2 separate regions of the Mus musculus genome follow, and region 2 is linked to region 1. The links are chromatin contacts, called in public Hi-C maps. All regions are on one chromosome and are shown on one strand. Each heading gives the region's core, a stretch centred on a gene start, on an enhancer-like site or on the middle of the called end of the contact. The rest is flanking DNA. Distances are from core to core; before and after follow the strand shown. Region 1 has its middle 46 kb from the start of Twist2. Region 2 has its middle 34 kb from the start of Gm46242.

What was found. A called contact is a pair of places that touch in the nucleus more often than the background predicts.
Region 2: a contact with region 1 is called in a Hi-C map of uterus, with 3 times the contacts expected there. The contact joins two enhancer-like sites. A contact is called at or near these places in 4 of 484 Hi-C or Micro-C datasets (liver, nephron progenitors and uterus).

What each region holds. Positions count from the first base shown.
Region 1 is chr1:91,753,666-91,756,744 of GRCm38.p6, forward strand. No RefSeq gene overlaps it. Among named protein-coding and RNA genes, the nearest start is that of Twist2, 46 kb to the right of the region's middle. Within about 2 kb of position 1,631, at least 19 of the 459 cell types and tissues checked have an H3K27ac peak or open chromatin away from gene starts, as enhancers often do. A contact at or near this core is called in uterus, where this site is marked.
Region 2 is chr1:91,912,435-91,915,513 of GRCm38.p6, forward strand. No RefSeq gene overlaps it. Among named protein-coding and RNA genes, the nearest start is that of Gm46242, 34 kb to the left of the region's middle. Within about 2 kb of position 1,582, at least 19 of the 459 cell types and tissues checked have an H3K27ac peak or open chromatin away from gene starts, as enhancers often do. A contact at or near this core is called in uterus, where this site is marked.

The sequences.
Region 1 (3,079 bases), core at 381-2,880:
AGGCAATGCAGTAAACGGGGTTATTCTGGGACTCACCTTACACCCGCCACCCCACAGTGACTGCTGGCCTTCAATGTGTGCTCTGGGGTTTGGAAACCCATTGTTTCATACATTTAGTCCGTTTCGTTGTTTGTTTCTGTGTAGGGAAAGTCCCCTATGACTCCATGTGGGACAGGGGGAATTGGCAGGGTCTCCAGTTGTTTTGGTCTCCCTGTCTGTACTGGATCTGTCTTGTCTTATTGCCTCAGTACCTGAAATGGCCCAGGCACTTGGTAAATGTCAGGTGCACATAGGCTACATGAATGAACGAGTACATTAATTTAGCCAGGAAGTCCCAGTGCACGTGCAAGATAGCTTCCCAAGCTTCAGGCTGTAACCTGTATCTTCCACACTGATTGGTGCATGGGTCTGTGTCCCATAGACGTATTTACCAAGGTCAGAGTAGCTTTTGAGTCTCTTCTTGCAGCACCCTGAGGCTTAGTAAACTCTGTCTTGCCCACACGAGGCTTTCAGTGAGTGTTCACTTAGTGAGGAACTCACATTCAGACGTTTATAAATGCATATCATAAGTTGGGGCTGAAATATGGACACAACACATTTGTCTTTGAGCTCAGTCGTGTCCAGTCTTTATTTTTAGCCCTGTTTGATGATTGACAGCACTGGGCACAGCTGATCACAGGCAAAAGGATTATGTACCTTTGGGGAATGTACCATCACTAGTGTGTGGGGCATCTATGGGACAAGGAAGGAGAGAGACTGTTAAAACGAGCATGTAAAAAAGCTCTTGAAAATCAATGAAATAAAAGTCCAGTGCATGCTTTGGGGAAGAGCACCAGAGCTAGCAGAAACTCGGTTCCCCCAATGTCACCAAGGCCATGGATAGCATTTTTAGGGCTGTCAGTCACAGAGTCAGGCTGATGGGGTCTGGCAAGCAGCAGATACCAGAATGGCAGCAGGTGTCAGCCTTGAAGGAAGAAATAACATCTCCTGCAGGACGTGGAGGGTATTCCCAACCACAAAAGTGGCTGTGTCATCAAATGAAGACACTGTATCAGGACACAGGACATAACCCCCCAGTGTCCACCAAGGTAGAGGAATAACGTGTTTGAGCAAAAAACATCAATGTTTCTTCCTTTTCTTGTTAACATTGCAGTTTTCAAGTTACCCAGCATTTCAGAAGGTCACACTGAGGTGACATCAAGCCCCAGTAGTGAGTGAGCCATCCCTGCTTCTAGGTCTAAAAATGCCGCAGCTCTGAGCCTGCCTTTGAGAGGCAAGACTGTAAGCTGGTCTGCTGGCCCTGCTTAATTCTTCCTTCCAGCATAGTCAAGTACCTGACTTGAAATCATTGTTTCATTGTTTTGTGAAGTCTGTTGGGTGATTGCAAATATTCTGGTTTTGAATTGTCTCGGTTCTCCAGCCGCCCGTGCCCCCCTACCCCCCCCCCCCCGTGAGTGCTCAACCCTTGAAAAAAACGTGGGAGCTCCCCCACCCCCCTGGAGCCTCCAGGGACAAGACCCTACCAAACTCCGAGGAAAGAACAAAGCCCCCTCCTTGAAGGAGGTGCTCAGCGTCATGCTGGAAGATTCCGGCGAGCATCGCCCCCTTGTGGTCTTGCCGCAGATGAAAGACTTCAAAGGCAAGTGGACAATGTGTTCTCTATTAGGAAAAGGCTCAACAGAACCTCTTCTTTCCACATGTGTGAGCACATGCAGGGGCAAGCCAGAGAGATGCCACGACACAGAGGATGCAGTACTGTCCTCTGCAGTAAGGAAATCACACTAACCACTAACCTCAGATTTTAAAAATGGAATTCCAAAGTCTCAGGGTGTACAAGCTCAGGGGGCAAAAGTCTGAAATGGTCTGATTCAAGAGTAAGGGAGACTGGACCCCAAAGAAGTAGAGTGACTGGCCTAAGATCACACAGCCAACAGTTGGTGGTTTTGTAAGTAGCCTTGCTTATATATGCAACACCTGCCCCCCAACTAGTCTTACTAACACCACTTTCTCTCAGATACCCTGAATTGCTTTTGTTTAGCTAAGGTACTAGTTAGTAGGGGCTACTTGGAGGCTCAGGAGCAGGTGACAAATGCAGGTTTTCTTGTGTTTGTGTTATTAGTTAGTGTGAGGTTAAAATGTTATTTCTATTTTATTGTGATAGAATATAACAGACACACACACACACACACACACACACAATGGTATTTCCCATGCTACCCATTTTTAAGTACACAGTTCAATGCACCGACCACACTCACTCATAATGATGATTTCTGAGGAGCTATCACTACTCAGAAATCTTCCCAGGCTAAGCCCAACTCCATTCGACACAAACCGCTGGTCTCCCGCTCAGCCCCGGAAACCTGCCATCCTACTTTGATATAAAGAACTTTCGGGACATCACACACATGATGCCACATGGTATTTATTTACATCCTCACATTCTGATCTCTTGAGACACTGTCTTAAGTGTGTGTGCTCACTATGAAGTCCATGCTGACCCCAACTTTGCAGTAATCCCCCTGCCTCAGCCTTCAGAGCTCTGGGATTAGCGGCCCGCACACCACCATACCCTGTGATAGTCACTGGCAGCATTTATCATTTGTATATTGCTTATTTCCTGGAATACAGCATCTTCTCCATGTTACAACCTGCACTAGAATTCCTCCCCACTTTAAGCACAAACATTTCGTTATCCTGTAATGACTCCTATTTATTGGCTCCCTATTTGGTCACTGGGTTACTTCTGCAGCAGCAAGCAGGGTGCTGCTGGAGGACCGTGCACCTGCTCAGCGGAGTTCGGTGGCTGGAGAGTTCCACACTTTTGCCTAAAATGGGTCTGTGTCCTTGTGGAGGAGGGTGTTCGACAGGCCTGGGCTTCTCAAGGCATTTTATCATGGCTATCATCTGGGCTTACAGAGATTTGGGGGGTAACCTAAAACATTGCTCCTATCCTGGGCTCTTTTGACTAGGCCATGGCTGGGGCTAAATTCCCAGCCAGATGATATTTGTAATCTAGATTTGAACTCAGAAGGATCGGGAAGCCAGAAGTCCCTGTCTTTAGGGTAGATTTTAAAAT
Region 2 (3,079 bases), core at 332-2,831, 160 kb after region 1:
CATGTCAACCAGGGAAACAAGTGTTTGAGAGGGTGACCACCCAGGACTTGGGGCTGAGTAGGGTGTGTGCCATTGTTAGGTGACATCAGTGAGAGGTCTTGTCTTCCTTAAAGAAAAACAAACCTAGGAGGGACAGAAGGGCAGTGCTCAGAGCACAGCTGACAGAGACCAGGAGGACGAAGGAGAGACCAGCCCTGCTTGTCCTCCATCCTTGGCATGCAGCTGCTGTATGCTCCCAAACTGACAGATTTTTTAAAAGTCATGTTACATTTCTTTACACCCACTTCCTCCCCACAGACACCCCTTCTTCTCTGCACAGTGAGCATCCTAGGTTAGCAGGCTGACTCCCCTCGGCCTTCCTCTGCACCAAGAGTCCAGTGCATTGTCTGCATTTGCTCCATCACATCTGGTCTCTGGTGCCCTCCCTCACAAATCCCCCATCCCTGGTCTCCAAGGAGGAGATTTGGCCTACATCTCCATAGCTGCTTTTCACAAGGATGTCAGAAATCTGGCTGGAAGTCCTAGAACCCTCCCCCGCCCCGCCCCTGCCTACACTAACATTCCATCACATCCCAAACATCTGGCTGCATCTGCATTGCTGAGCGAGTTGCCACAGCCCACATTGCATGCGGGCATGGGGACCTTTAGACAGAGGGAGGGTCTCACCACTGGCCTGTGGCTCAGATCTGAGGTCAGAAGGCATGCTGTCCCACAGACTCCTCCTCCTGTAAGAATCTCACAAGATTGTCCTCAGAGTGAAACTCCAGAGCAGTGGATGTGGCCCTGGGACCTGTTAGCCCCTCCAGGTCCTCATGGGGGCGGGGGTGGGTGGGTGTCTCATCCTTGGAGTCTGAGCCAAGGCTTGGCCCTGTGGACTCCAGAGCAGCTCAGGTACCCAGGGCAGGCCTTAAAAAATACATAAAGGGCTTGGTAGATGGTTTAACTGGTAAAGTGCTTGCCTTACAAGCATGAAGAATGCATGGGAGTTCCATCTTAGAGATAATGCAAAGGCATTTGTAACCTTAGAACCGGAGGCAGAGAGAAGCAGAGATCCCGTGTTCACTGGCCAGCCAGCCTAGCTTCCAGTGACACCCCCTCCGCCCCCAGGGAGACACCTGAAGATGACTCCTGCACATACACAAGTGGGTGATGCATCCTGTGTTTTTGACACGTGCAGGCAAAATTGGGGTGAATTTGAGAGTGAAGATACAAAGCAACCCTGGGCAGTGAGGCCACCTCTGAAGGTCAGAGGAAATGGTGGGGTAGAGTTCTGACAAGTCTGAGCCCGTGGTCCCTTGTCCTCTCCTAGCAAACCCCTGAAATACTGAAGTCGGGGGAGGGGTCGGGGGAGGGGGCAGATCTTTCTTGTCCTATTAGGACCTTTTGTGGCCCCTGGCTTCCAGACACACTAGCCATGCGGCCTGCTTAGATCACTCAGGACCTTTTGGACAATCCAGAGCTGACTTTTCATCACACTTTGCTGATTAAACTCTTGACCCATGGTGGGAAGCTTGCTGTCTGTGGAGCTGTGTCATCCTGCGGCCCTGACCCCATAATCCACGGGATCCATGGCAGGGACCACAAGGGGGCGCCATACCTCAGTGTTAATTTTCTAGCAGACCTCTCAGTCCCTTGGCAAGGTCTCCTGATGGGGGTGTCCTCAGGGAGGGGTCAGTTTGCATTAGAGGGCTGAGTGTCAGTGATTCACCTCTTCAGGACAGAGGACACTTTGGGCAGGAAGGAGGTGTCCATAGTTTTTGTGTGGGTGGAGGACTCGGCGAGGCCCTCTCTCAGGGAGTCCCTCTCTCAGGGAAGGTATGGGAAAATCTTGTCTTTTTCAGGTTATTCACCCTACCTCCACCCCCCATCCCAAGCTGCAAGAATCTTAAAGCAAACAAATCAGTTTCTGCAAGAGAACACAAGATGCAATATCCATGGATACAGATACATATGTGTATCCTGTGGACACACACACACACACACACACACACACTCGAAAACACAAGATACACCACCCACATATACATATACATATACATATACATATACATATACATATACATATACATATACATATACATATACATATACATATACATATACATATACATATACATATACATCATATACATATACAACATCATATACATATACAACATCATATACATATACACATACACATACACATACATATACATACTTCTGTGTCATAGATAGGCACACACACATGATTTACCACCCACAGATACACATATATACCTGTACACACACACACACACACACACACACCCCACACACACATGCACATATTCTGCTCACATCCCTCCTGCTCCTCTAAGCAGACCTCCTCTGCCAGAGCCCTGGCAGGCCCGCCCTGTCCAGTTCCCAGGTTGATTTACCGCCCAAGAGAGTGAGGAAGCCCAGACTCCCTTATGGACTATACTTCCTTGCCAGCAAAGTTCAAGGTAGGGTCAGTTCTCTTCAGCATTGGCTTTCCAGCTCCCTGCCAAGCTGGGCCACAATATCCCTTTGGGGGAAGGAGACCTCCCAAGCAGAGGGTCCAGAGGACTGAGGACGCATAAGGAGCAAGGAGATGCAGGCTGGGGTACAGAGCCCAGTGGTGCTCTCCCTTGTGTTGTGAACACCCTCCCAGATCCAGCCTCTCACACAGTGTGTCTGTAAAGGACGGTGGCTTGGTCAGGGGACCTCCAGTCCTTCTGTGCCAAGTAGGATGCTATGTATGGCCTGGGGGGCTTTGGTCCCTGTAGACATCGATGTACCAGCCTGGCAGGAACCTGATTGTATCCTCTTAGGCTGGAACTGTCTTGAGGGTAAGGACCGTACCAGGCATCCTAGTGAGAAACTGCAAGGAATATTCCGGAGGAATGGAATCCTGAGAATCACCACCAGCACAGATATCACATCAGGGTGGGTGGAGGTTGGGGGTGGGGCTGAGGGTGGGGCTGTTGGACTAGTCCAAGCCAGCACCTTTTCTTTGCAGGTCTTCCTGTTTGAATAAGTAAACTTTGTTTTTCCTTGATGCGAAGCAATATGCTGTTTCTTATTGAAACGCTAGTAG